Linked DNA regions of Mus musculus: regions 1 and 3 are each linked to region 2. A link is a contact called in public HiChIP or PLAC-seq and promoter capture Hi-C data. All regions are on one chromosome and are shown on one strand. The core of a region is the stretch at or near the end of the contact, and the rest is flanking DNA. Distances in the headings are between cores, read along the strand shown.

What was found. Promoter capture Hi-C pulls out the DNA fragments that hold promoters and counts their contacts. HiChIP or PLAC-seq counts read pairs in DNA pulled down with a chosen protein or histone mark.
Region 1: an H3K27ac HiChIP or PLAC-seq map of microglia shows a contact between it and region 2, with 5 times the contacts expected there. The contact joins the promoter of Gpt2 here to the promoter of Fbxw9 in region 2. A contact is called at or near these places in 3 of 39 promoter capture datasets (the 3T3-L1 cell line, the HPC-7 cell line and cranial neural crest) and 1 of 115 datasets of contacts at active chromatin or transcription factors (microglia).
Region 3: a contact with region 2 is called in a promoter capture Hi-C map of liver, with 2.0 times the contacts expected there. The contact joins the promoter of G430095P16Rik here to the promoter of Fbxw9 in region 2. A contact is called at or near these places in 1 of 39 promoter capture datasets (liver) and 3 of 9 other capture datasets (adipose tissue, liver and pancreatic islet).

Annotation. Positions count from the first base shown.
Region 1 is chr8:85,490,990-85,495,545 of GRCm38.p6, reverse strand. It overlaps Gpt2 (glutamic pyruvate transaminase (alanine aminotransferase) 2), which reads right to left and starts at 2,970. Exons shown (of 12, transcript NM_173866.4): 1 at 2,857-2,970; 2 at 2,377-2,641. The coding sequence starts at 2,619.
Region 2 is chr8:85,057,788-85,061,975 of GRCm38.p6, reverse strand. Fbxw9 (F-box and WD-40 domain protein 9) reads right to left here and starts at 1,857. Exons shown (of 10, transcript NM_026791.2): 1 at 1,440-1,857; 2 at 1-30. The coding sequence starts at 1,848. A230103J11Rik (RIKEN cDNA A230103J11 gene) reads left to right here and starts at 1,516. Exons shown (of 4, transcript NR_110582.1): 1 at 1,516-1,569.
Region 3 is chr8:84,721,456-84,725,916 of GRCm38.p6, reverse strand. It overlaps G430095P16Rik (RIKEN cDNA G430095P16 gene), which reads right to left and starts at 2,860. Exons shown (of 2, transcript NR_169084.1): 1 at 2,646-2,860. It overlaps Nfix (nuclear factor I/X), which reads left to right. Exons shown (of 11, transcript NM_001371053.1): 7 at 2,067-2,189; 8 at 4,099-4,274.

The DNA.
Region 1 (4,556 bases), core at 1,721-4,220, 430 kb before region 2:
ATGCATGGTCCAGTCCTGAGTCGTCCAAATGACTTCTGTCTATCTTCTCTATCGAATTCACCCCACCTCCCTCCGCCAAACAGACTTCTACTAACTACATCAATCCCTAACCTGCCGCTAGACCCAGAACTTCCCAGCTTCTTGCCTTTGATCACAGCACTGCCTGCTCTTGGACCATTCTCACACATTCTCTGCCGCTAAAACATCCCCCCAAAACATAGTGAACTGGGGGGCAATGGAGCGGGAATAACAGTATGGCGGCCTGAGACTAAGGCCAGTGCTCTCTAGCTCTCCCCATCCTCTGCTTTACGGGTCCAACAGGAAAGCAGCTATTTCACGAAAGATAGAAAGAATTCCTGGAATCTCTCCCAGCTCTGGATGCAGAGAAACCAACTGTGGTGGGGCAGAACAGGGAACACTTTCAGCCTGGCTTTGTTTTAGCAGGAAGACTGTTGTCCTGAGAAGAGACAGCTGCAGCCTCCCAGATATCAAAGTTTGAAAAAGAAATGCACAGGCTCTATGTCTCTAGCCCACCAGTGTGTCAGGCACAAAAAAACGGAGCCAGCCTTCTCTGGGCCAACCTTTAAACAGCCCAGTGGGCAGGAGAGATGGTGGAAGGTTAGTAGCAGAGGAATCCAGTTCAGTTCCCACATCAGGCGGCTCACAAGCACCTGGAACTTCGGCTCCAAGAAGATCCAACTCTTGATTTGCTTTGCTTGGTTTGGTTTTTGGAGACAGGGTTTCTCTGTGTAGCTGTAGAACAGGCTGACCTTGAACTCAGAAATCGACCTGCCTAAGCTTGTACCACCAAGAAACTTCTCTGGTCTCCATGGGCACCTGCACTTATGTGCACATAACTACACACATATACATATTTTAAAATAATAAAAACAAATCTAAAAAAATAAATAAATAAACTCAGCCCTGCAAAGAGTCAGCAATAGACACTGATGGATCCGACACAGCGTTTTTAGTAGAATTGGGTATCTGATGTAGGTAGGCTTCATAAAAAATTCCAATGGAAAGAAGAGAGAGATTCTAAGAGTTCTTCTTACATACTCAAGGATACTGAGTGACCATGCTACTCTGCAGACACTGGGATCTGCTGAGTATGGAAACAAAATCAAGAAACCCTCCCATCCATCCACATCTTGAATCAGAATGATCTGGTGACCTTTTTCTTCTTTCTCTTTCTCTCCTTCCCTTCTTTCTTCCTTCCTTCCTTCCTTCCTTCCTTCCTTCCTTCCTTCCTTCTTTCCCTTCTTCCTAAGATTTTTCCAGACAGGCTTTCTCTGTGTAGCCCTAGCTGTCCTGGAACTCACTCTGCAGACTAGGCTGGCCTAGAGCTCACAGAGATCTGCCTGTCTTTAGCCTCCCAAGTGCTAAAATTAAAAACATGTGCCACCACCACCCAGCTAACGTTTTCTTTTTAATCTTAGTAGTGATGTTCCCTCTTGACTCTGCCTTCCAAATCTCACCCAGTTTAAAACCCAGTATCTTAGCAGGGCATTGTGTTCTGTGCCTGGATGCCTGTAAACCCCGACGCATAGCAGGTGCAGGTAGGAGGATGTGGAGTCGAGGACAACCTGGGCTACATAGTCAGACCTTGGCCCCAGAACAAAGAACTTGGTTTCACATACGGCCAAACCACCCTAGTTGGGACAGGGAGACACAGCTAAGTTCAAGCCAGCCTCCCTGGCTGGTATCACCAAGATGAAGTCCCAGGTTCACCTCATTAAGGTCATAAGGACCCAACTCTCCCACTATAGCAATCAAAGGTTCTCGGGGTACAAAATAAGGAATTCTACCCATCTCTTTTCCAGAGTCCCGGTCTTGTCAAGCCACTGTGGCTGGCAAACACCCAGCAGGCCTCTGCCAGAAAAAAGGGTTCGGGAACAAACCAGCCAGTCACACAGTCTTCCTTCCTCCCTCCGCTCCTACTTAACAGGGTTTTCACCTCGCCACCCCCCCCCCCAGCCCCTTCGTCTCACTTCAAAGAACTTACTTATTCTCTATCTGAAACTCTCACTTCTATATTTGCTTGTTTTCCCCCTTCCAAGGGATCCACGAGGGTAGGGCACTTAGGGAACACGCAGTGCCTGGCAGCAGAGGCCGCTCAATAACTGGGCACAATTCAACAAGTGAACCGTCGAAGGCCTCACTTTGTGCCAGATGCGGGGCACTGGTGGGTGACGGGAGAGAGAGGGGGCGTTCTCTCGCTTTAGCCAAAAATGGCACAAAGAAGAAGCTGAAAGCCGAGGGGGTGGGGGGTTTCGGAGGGTTGGAGGTCCTTCAGGAGGACCCCAAAGTAGCTTGCCACAGTTCTTCCCGCCATGAACGCCCCCTGGCCTCGCCCCCCGCAGGCCCTGCGCTCACCCGCTGCAGCTCCATCTCGATCTCGCCGGCTTTGAGCACGATGGGTCCCCGCACAGCGTACTCCACCGCCTTCACCTGCGGGTTCATGGACTCCAGGGTGAGGATGCGGTCTCGAGGGCTGCGCTCCGGTCGCACCTTGAGCGCCGCCGAGGCTTCGGCTGCAGCGCTGCTGTGACTACGGCCCCAGGGGCCCGAGGCGCGGGGGCAGGAGCCCCGCCGCACCAGCACCGCTGCCCGCTGCATCGCGAACCTGCCGAGATTAGCCCTGGCCCAGAAAGAAGGAGAGCAAGACGTCACGCACAGCCCCAGGTGGACACCAGTCCCCCAAGAACCCAAGGCTCTCGGCCGGCAGCGCCAGCCTAGCTCCAGGGCTGTATTCCCACCCTCTGGTTACTGGGACCTTGCACCCTGCCACTGCAGCACCAAGACGCTACACCGCTAGGTTGCCGGAGCTGCGCCTAATGTGGGTATGCAACGTGCCTGTCGCCGCGGGACCGTCCGCACCGCTCCGGTTAAGGTGAGCCTGGGCTGCTCCCAAACCCGGTGGCCGGCCACCGCATCCTGGCGCCTGGCACCAGCACCTCCTGGCTCCCTGTATTCGCACACCCACCGCCGCCGACTCCGCCTCGGGCCTGCGCGCTGACTTCTGGGTCTTGTAGTTGTCTTGACCGTATCAACACTGCAGTGATGAACCGGATAAACTACAAGTCCTCTAAAGCCTGGCGCAGGCCAGACTGGGCTGGGCGGGGGGTGGGGAGCGGTCGTCTGGGCGGGGTCTTGGTGACAGAGAATCCCTACTTTAAGGCAGCGACTGTCCTTTCCAGAGGCTTTTGGAATTTTTTATTTGCTACTTGGCTGCTTCTCCCTAGATGCACACCCCGCCTCCCTTCACCCTCACCTCGGGACACCTACAGTGACGTGGGATGCGTGGTGATGCACTCTTCGCCTTGAGTTTCATCATCCCAGCCATATGGTTCTCCTAGCCACTCAGGGGCAGCTGGTTAGGAAGTAGGGCCACTGAAACTTGATATGCCACCCAGTCTCCTTCTCAGAATCAACGTTCTTGTTAGCAAAAATCTGTGTATGGGGAGGGTGGGGTGGGGGGATGGGGGTAGGGAGGTTGTAGGAAGGGACCACACACCAAGTGCTACAGTTTTGCATCACCTCTCTATCCGAAGGCCCACCTCACATCCATTGTATCCATTTTATTTTCTTTCTAGCCTTCCTAGCATCTAAAATTTACCTCATTTAGATACTTCTAGAGGACTCAGAAGGATAAAAACAATGTTTTTATTTTGTTTTGTTTTGTTTCTGTCCGTTGATTTCACAACATCTCTAACACTATATAGGCACTTAGTAAATATTTGTTGACTACACAGAACATGGTGGCAATTACTTTGGGCAAAAGTATCCAGCCAGTAGATCCCTCCACACATGCATTTTGCACATGCGGAGTGTATTAGAAAGAGTTCTCTAGAGTCACAGAACTATACAGTAAACAACAGCTATATAGTTGTCTCTATATAGTAAAGGAATTTGTTGATGGCATACATTCTGTAGTCCAACTCCCCATCAATGGTCAGCAGCAGCTGTGAATGGAAGTCCAAGGATCTAGCAGTTGCTCAGTCCCACATGGTAAGCAGGCAAAGAAGAGTGAATCTTCCTTCTTCCGATGTCCTTATGTAGGTCTCCAGCAGAAGGCATAGTCCAGATTAAAGGTGTGATGGCACACACCTTTAATCCCAGATAACAATGAACTCAGAGATCTCCCTGTCTTAATCTTCTGGGATTCATACCCACTATGCCTCAGAGAGCCTTCTAATTCTGGATTGCAGTTCATTCCAGATATAGTCAAGCTGAAAACCAGGAATAGCCACTACACGGAGCAAGCTTGGGACAAGACTAGGTTGAGTGTGCAATTGGTGCAAAGGTAGAAATGTAAGCTAGGGGGCTGGAGAGATGGCTCAGCGGTTAAGAGCACCAACTGTGCCCGGCGTGGTGGTGCACACCTTTAATCCCAGCACTCGGGAGGCAGAGGCAGGGGGATTTCTGAGTTCGAGGCCAGCCTGGTCTACAGAGTGAGTTCCAGGACAGCCAGGGCTATACAGAGAAACCCTGTCTCAAAAACCAAAACCAAAACCAAAAAAAAAAGCACCAACTGCTCTTCCAGAGGTCAATTC
Region 2 (4,188 bases), core at 608-3,107:
TGCAGGCGGCTGGCCAGTCAAAGTTCTCCTCTATGGTGTAGCAAGAGCAGGGCATTCAGAGGACATCAACTGACAGAGCCCAGCCCTGGCTGTCAGGGAGCCCAACCTTCACCAGACCTAGATAGAATGCTGCCTGGATCCCAAACAGGCACAGGCTCTGGCTTTGTCTCAGGCTACCTGACCACCCATCTCCCATGCAGAACTAAGAATATTTACCCCAGCTCTAAGAAACCGAGACTAACATTTTTACAGGCTTCATTCTCAAACCCTAGCCCAGGTGACAGTAATTTCTCTCTCAATTCTCCCCAGGGGCCTCAAGATTAACCAACTCTTCTGGGTTTAGATCCAGGGACACAGTGGTTAAAACTTCTAACTACCCAAGCAGTGGTGGCGCACGCCTTTAGTCCCAGCACTTGGGAGGCAGAGACAGGCGGAGTTCTGAGTTTGAGGCCAGCCTGGTCTACAGAGTGAGTTCCAGGACAGCCAGGGCTACACAGAGAAACCCTGTCTCAAAAAACAAAAAATTAAAAATTAAAAAAAAATCCTTCTAACTATAAACCAGGAAGCCACATCAAGACACAGAAGCCAAGGGGTGGGAAATATGGCTCGGCAGTAGAGAACTTACCTAAGTTATCCCTAGTCGCTCTTCCTGCCCCCTCCCAAGTCAGAATCTAAACCTCAGGTCAGCCATTCAATGGTCTGGAGGAGGTCCAAGCACCTGTTTTATCAAAGCTGTTTGTAAATCTGACTCGGGGTTGGAGGGCAACTCCCTAATGCAGAAGAATCAAACTCTTCCAGATTAGAGGAATCAAGAGCCTGAGAACCTAGCAATATCAGAACCAGGAACATGTCCGAGACATGCTGAGGATGGGACACGTCATAAAGCATTTACCTAGCATAGCCAAAGCCCTGAGTTCTGTCCTTAAAAGCAACAGCAAAAACTCAAAATCATCGATTTCAAGTTGTCTCTTCCTCCAGAAACCAATGACCTCAAGGGCAGAAGGAACAACACAGCTCTGCAAAGATGACAAGGCTAGCCCAAACACTTGTAAGGCTAAGGAGCTACATGAGAACCTGCCCCAAAATAATAAAATAAAATAGAAAAGGTGACAGGCTAGACCTAGAACTGAAAGATTACTGGTATTAATGATCCCAATCGGGAGTCTAGAAATTCAGAACCTCTTAACGAATCCTGGATCAACACTCCATGGGTCAAAGGCTTTGTTATGCTAGTTGCTGCTTGTGCCTCAAGTTGTTTCCAAAGCTTGGGAATTCTTGGGCTAGGGCCTTTGTGCTAACAAAGCGCAAACCCGGAAATCTTTGGATTTTAAGTTTAGAAATCCCAGGTCCAGAGCACTTCCTGAGGAAACCAAGTGGCCTTGTGGTCGACAAGGATTAGGCAGCACCCCAAAATTCCTGTCTCCCAAGGATGTGCATACCTTCCACCACTGGGTAGGGTGCGCGTACGCGGCGCTGAGCGCGTAGCCTCCAGGTGACACGATCACGCACGAGGTCGTGCAACGCTTGGCACACGCACGGCAGGACTTGAAGCACGACTCGCGCATCCAGGTAGGCACAGATCTCCAGCAGCAGCTCCGGGGGAAGGCTCAAGAGGCCCGGTAGGCGCACGGCCGGGACTTTGGAGGCGGCCTTTCGCTCCGGCACGCCTAGGGACGCGGAGAACATGGACTGCAGTGACGAGCGCCGCGGGGTCAGGCCAAGCTTGGGAGGGGTAAGCACACGGGCTACGTAGGCCTCAGCTTGAGTGTCAGGGTCGGGATCTGGCTCGGGGTCAGATTCCTCCTCACAAGAGCGAGGATCCCCACTCCGCCCTGAGGAAAGATCCATGGCGCCCGGGTGGGCGCGGCTGTACAGGTTTAGCCAGAGCCGCGTCTTGTTTCCTAGGCAGCGCGAGATCACTTCCGGCGCCCATTAGATGACGTCAGAGACTAACACCTGCCAGATATTGCTTGGAAATCAGACGTCTAGTCCTGTGCGGGTGTGAATGGTTTTTTTTTTTTTTTTTTTTTTTTGGTTTTTCGAGACAGGGTTTCTCTGTATAGCCCTGGCTGTCCTGGAATTCACTTTGTAGGCCAGGCTGGCCTCGAACTCAGAAATCCACCTGCCTCTGCCTCCCGAGTGCTGGGATTAAAGGCGTGCACCACCACGCCCGGCGTTTATCTTTTATTTCTACTCCTTTTTTTTTTTTTTTTTTAAGGCAGGGTTTCTCTGTATAGCCCTGGCTGTCTTGGAACTCACTTTGTAGACCAGGCTGGCCTCGAACTCAGAAATCCACCTGCCTCTGCCTCCCGAGTACTGGGATTAAAGGCATGTGCCACCACCACCCAGCTAAATAATTCTTAAAAAAAAAAAATGGTCACTGGGTCCTCAACCCGGGCAGTGGGCACGCCTTTAATCCGGCTTCTACTCTTATATTTGGAATCCCCTGAAGCTAGGTTTACAGGTCGGCAATCACCTCTTGTGGATGCTAGAAACCCAATTTTCATCTTCTCCAAGACCAACTGCTTTGTTTTAGACAAGTAATCCAGGATGGCCTCTAATTCGGTGGGTGACCTGCCTCTGCTCTCTCTGTTGAAATGAAAGGCACCTATCTCGCTCACTTAAAGTGCTCTTAAGCCATGGGCCATCGACCGTTTCAGCCCTGGAGTTTATGCTTTGTACGCATTTGGAGGCCTGAGGTTGAGATGGTTGGAGGCCTTCTTCAATCTCCATCTTAGTTTATTGTCCTAAATTTTGTGTGTGCTCCCGTGCACCACAGGTCACATGTATCAGAGCAACTCTGTGGAGTCACTTCTCCATCACCTTTACATAGGTTCTGGAATCAAATTAAGGTAAACAGGCAGCAAACATCTTTATGTGCTGAGCCAACTCTCACAGCAGGCATCTTATATCTTGAAACAGCTATTGACTAATGACTTTTAGCTAGACTGGCTGGCCAGCCAGTGAGCCTCAGGAAGCCTTCTGTCTCTGTTCACCAGGAGTTGCTCTCCTGTGCCCAACACTGATGTGGGCAATCCTAATTTAGGTCTTCAACTTTGCATGGCTTCAACAGTTAAGCTCCACGCCTAAGTTTATTTTGGGGTCAAATGACCATTGTCTAGGAACTCTGATTCAATTTCAAATAGGTCAGGCAAAACTGTGGGCAATAAATGGTTAAGGACTAAAGGTAGTAGGCCAGGATAATTTCACATAGACGAGTCACAGCTCCCCACAATCAGTCCTGTCCAGGTATAATCTTTCTTTTTAATTGATTTTAAGGGTATCACTATGTAGCCTTATCTTGATCTCTATATAAACCTGGTCACTATATAGGCAGGGCTAGCCCTTGAACCCTAAATGCTTCCAAATGCTGAGATTAAAGATATGAACAGACACACCCGGCATAAAAGGCTTTTCTTCTGACAATTTTACCCTGGTTTTGATTTCATCCTGCTTCCATCTTCTATTAGCTAATATAATCATATGGTCTCATTTGGCACTTTTTTGGTTTTCCAAAACAGGGATTCTCAGTGTAGCCCTGGCTATCCTGAAACTCACACTCTGCAGAGGGAGGTTTTTTTTTTTTTAAGATTTATTTATTTTATGTATGTGAGTACACTATAGCTGTCTTCAGACACACCAGAATAGGGTGTCAGATCTCATTACAGATGGTTGTGACAGCCATGTGGTTACTGGGATTTGAACTCAGGACCTATAGCAGAGCAGTCAGCACACTTAACTGCTGAGCTGTCTCTCCAGCTCAACCAGGAAGGTCTTGAATTCAGAAATCTACCCACCTCTTACCTCCTCACTTTAATGCCCACTGCTGGGATTAAAGGCAATCACCACCACCACCACCATTCAGCCTGGCCTCTAAGATCACAAAGAATTTCCAATCTGCCTAGTGACCCAAAGTTGTGTTATGTCTGCTGTAAAGCTTTGCAAATGAGTTCACTGTACGGCAGGCCTTTACTAGGTTGTTAACTGTCAAGGAGGACACCTACCATGTCTAAGCACTCTCCCACCTCATAAAGATGAAAGAAGAGGGAGATTCCTTGGTCACTCAATTTACTTTTCAAGTTCTGGGAATAAAAGCAGAACTATGTATCCAGCTAAACTGGCTACCGCTAGCCTCAATTTTCATACTAGCCTCATTTTTTCATAAAAGGAATTCTATTTATCTCCATT
Region 3 (4,461 bases), core at 1,611-4,110, 340 kb after region 2:
GCCCTCCCTCGGGGAGACAGATTTGAAGTAGACTAACCCTAGCCCTGGGGCCCAGCTTTACAGAGAAGCTTAGAACTGAGGGTGTGGAAGAGCAGAACTGTCTTGGGAAACTAGCAAAGAACAGAGATTCTGTCGAGCCCAGAGGAAGCAGCCTAGACCTTCCCAGTCCTCACTGAGCTGGCTTCCTGCTGAGTCCAGCCAAGGGCTGCTCCAGGACAGGCTGGTCAGATAGGCAGCCTAGAAGCCCAGAGGGACAGATTTATACACACCAAAAGCTGTGAATGTCCTTGAGGCATTGGGACCTGAAAGTGCAGACCTGCCATCGTACGTACAGTGGATACAGAACTTGCCCAGTGTAGATGGAGCTGGGGACACTCTGGATAGGGCTGGGGACCGGCCTTCATGGTTTGAACCAGGTGTCTGGTAGAGAACGGGCTGAGAGAGCTGGTGCAGCCTCTGGCTTTGGCTCTGCTTCCCGTGCAACGACAAGCAAAGCTGACCTCCTGGTCTTAGGCAGAGGGAGTGGACTTGCCACCCTCTCGAGCACCAATGGGGACTGCTCTGTGGAAAGGCACCCCCAGCATGACCTGGAGGTCCCTCACAGGATCTCCCTGTGGCAGACAGGGTCTGGGCCAGTGTGACCTACACACACCCCTAGGGGAATCTCTGGAGGTGGGTAGAGAGGGAGCTGAGAAGTTTGAAGATTGCTGTGTGCCAGGTCCCAGCCAGACTCGCCCTTGGGCAGGTGACATCTGCAAGGACTGCTGCTAGGGTACCTTGAGGACCCGCTGACTGCCTGTGACTCCATGTTCCCAAGAGCCCCCTTGCCAGGCTTCTGCAGTCTGCCCTCTGTCTGCTCTACCGCCTGCCCATTTCTGCTGCTTCTGGTAGTTCTGCCATGCACTGCGCCCCCAGAATCCCTTATACCCCAACTTGTCGTCGTTTCCCTGGGCTGCGACAAATCGCCAATTAAGCAGCCCAGCTGCAGGATGGGAACAGCTGGGTAGGCACTGTGCAGCAGCAGGGACAGCTGTGCACAGCTGGTGGGGCACTCCCCCCTCCTCATCATGCCAGCTATCAGGTGGTACACAGCTGCCGCCAGATAACACCTCTGCTGGTCGCTGGGAGCTCGCCCTCCCCCCTCCCCCCAATTCTCTCTGTGGTTGAAACTCTGAGTTTCTGTTCTGCAGCCCCCTTTCCCATCAAAAACAAATAGATTTATCCCTCAAAGATCGAAGCTCAAAGTCTGCCTCACCTCCACCTTTGCCTGGTCAGTCTGGGCATGGCCTTGAAGCTAAGTCCAGGATAAGAGATACCGAAAGAGTGTGCTCCTGGGAGCTGTTTGACAGCCTGTCACCTGGAACTGTGCATACTGGACAGAGATGGTGTTGGCTTGCAATCTCTTGACTGTCAAAGGCAAAGCCCAGATGGGGGTCTTTTTGTACCCGTCTCTGGCTAATACCGCCCTTGCCTTTGGCAACAGGGCAGAGAAGAGCCCCACTCTCTGAGCCCTATGGCCAGGGCAGTCCTTGCCTCTAGTTGTTCCCAGGGTGCTCCCAGCTCTGGCTCCTGCCTTTGTTCTCCTTTTGCTGCTTTGGAGGGCTTCTAACCATGCTTTCCCTTTTCCTTTTCTCCAGAAAGAGAGTGCTGGTTTCTTCAGGCCAGGGTGTCTTGTCACAGCCCCCAGCCTGTGCGTCCCACCCTTGGCGCTCTGGCTCCTTTCATGGCTCTCCAGCAGGCATCTGTGGGCTCCTCGTGCATCCCTTCCTAGATGCCAGCCTTGTACCCATTTTAATTCCTTTATCGACCGTCAGGAGCAGGATGCTTTCCTCTGCCAGCCACCCTTGCCCAGCATATCCTCCCACATGTTACCAGGGGCCTCATTTTCCTCTCTGCAGAAGCAACTGTAGCCAGATTGCACCCCTGAGGTCAGGCCCCAGGAGGAGCAGAGCAGGGCCCGAGGTGGAGGAAGGGCTGCTGGGTGCTGAGAAGAGAAGGAGCGGGCTGCTTAGCTGGCTTCCTACCCCAGCCAGCTAAACCTGCGTGTTGCTGCTTCCTCCCCCCAGGCCCTGCTTCTCTAAAGAAGTCAGGAAAGCTGGACTTCTGCAGCGCCCTCTCCTCTCAGGGCAGTTCCCCACGCATGGCTTTCACCCACCACCCGCTGCCTGTGCTTGCTGGAGTCAGACCAGGTGAGAGATGGGGGCGGGGCTTAAGGGGACACTGCGGGAGGCAGCCACAGCAAGGGGCAGCTGGCCAGGAGCAACAGGGGGCCAGGGATCAATCTAAGTTATAGATCTGGGCTCCCCAAGTGGGTCGTGGCACAGCAGTGGGGTGGCATGGGATGGGCAGTGTAACTCTGAGAACCAGGCTGCCCACTCGGTTCCTAGAATCCCTCCCACATGCTAACTCTGGCTGTGTTAAGTCTGTGTTGGGTGCATGGTCTGCACATGCTCACTGGGAGCTGCATGCAGCCTCCCCCTCCCCCACCAGCAAGTAGTTGAGCCAAGTTGCTCTCCTGTGGATTAGAAAGAGTACTGCTCAGCAGTCCAGGTTCCTGGTGTCTGTCCTAGAGCAAACCGGCACCAAATCTGGGCCTCCCTGCTTTTCCCAGAAGTGAAGGGCTGGGCCAGAAGGACAAGGCTCACCATGAAAAGGACTGTCTTGCTGCTCTGAGGGCATCTTCAGGCCCTGAGAAGATGCTGGATCTTCCTGAGGGTGGGGCCAGGCAGGATACCCGGGAACCTGGCCCTCCTGCACGTGCTGCTTCCGCCTCAGCACCCATCTGGCAGCAAAGGCCTGGCTTTTGTTTGCACATGGCCCTGTATCTGCCATGCCTCTCTTCTCTTCTGTAGGACGCGACAGGGAGGTTTACCTCCCGGCTTCCTCCTTGGGGCCTCCTGGCTTAGAGCCCAGAGGCAGCCAGCACTGGGGCAGGGTGTGGTGGCCACAAGGTGGGGGCAGGGAGCCCAGGCCTTGTGCAGGCGGCAGGAGGGAGGCAGGCTCCACCCTGCTGCGCTCCATTTTTATGAACTCCAGAGAGAAGCCAAGTTTCCTCAGCCCCCTAATGAAACTGAGAGCAAGAGTGAGCTGATTGGAAACAGACAGGAAGGGGGAGAACTTGAGGAAGAGCTGAGGCCTGTACAGGGGTAGGAACTGTGAGTTCACAGCGGCAGGGCCAACACATGAGGGGGGCCTAAGCATCCACTTACACATTTGGAGTTGTGTGTGTGCCGGGTGCCGATCCTGCACAGGCAGGGTCTGCTTGTCCAGAGACCACGGGGCTGTGGTAATCTGGTGTCGGTCCTTTCAGGCAGGCTCACACCTAGGACGGGGCAAGTGAGGTGTTTGCCAAGGGTAAAAGAAGGAAAATGTCAAGGATACTAAAAAAACTCAACCGGCAATAAGTAACATATTAGTGTGTTGTTTCTAAACAGTAAAAACAGTTGCAAAGCATAGGGTGAGTCTAACACCTGAAATCCCAGCACACAGGAGGCTGAGGCAGGAGGATCAAGAATTGGAGGCCCTATGACTGTCTCAAAAACCAAACAAGAGCAAAACCTTATGAGAAGCAAGTAACATTGTAACAGTTTGCTGGGACTGAGGCGTGGTGGCAGAAAGCACACCCCAGTACTGCAAAGACAAAAGAAAATCAACCATCCGAAAACAAACAACAAGAAAGTGCCCAGCACGTGCCTGCGAGGGTCCAGAATTTAAGGTCATCAAGTTCAGCCCCGGCTACAAGATAGCAACAAACCAACCAGAAAAGCAACATCCTAACAATTTTAAATAGGCCAACCCAACCCTGCGCTGGTAGCTGGCTGTTCACCTGCCTCAGCTAACCCCCACGCCAGCTCCCGGCAAACAGTATTTATAAAAGCAAGCAGCTGGCCCTCAGGTACTAGCCTGCCAGTTTATTTTATTTTATTGCATTGATTTTTTTTTTAACTTAGATGACTGAGGCGTTTTGTGCCTGACACAGTGCTTCTGCCCCATCCTGCCTCTTCCTCAGGACCCTCAGCCCTTTTGCCAGCCGTTGTGTCTTGCTTTTCCACGTGGCTGTTCTCACACCCTTTCTCTCCCCTGCCTGTGTGCACACAGGGAGCCCCCGGGCCACGGCATCAGCGCTGCACTTCCCTTCCACGTCCATCATCCAGCAGTCGAGCCCGTATTTCACACACCCAACCATCCGCTACCACCACCACCATGGGCAGGACTCGCTGAAGGAGTTTGTGCAGTTTGTGTGCTCTGACGGCTCGGGTCAGGCCACCGGACAGGTGAGTCCAGAGGGCGCAGGAGGCCCTGTAGCCTCATCTCTTTGTCTGTGTGTCTGTCTCTCTGTCTGTCTGTCCATCTGTCCGTCTAAGGGCTCACAAGGATAGGGCCAAGAATCTGGAACATACATGGAGTTGAAGCAGCAGAGAGCCCATAGAATCTACCTTGTGGTCAGTTTTACTGGACTTG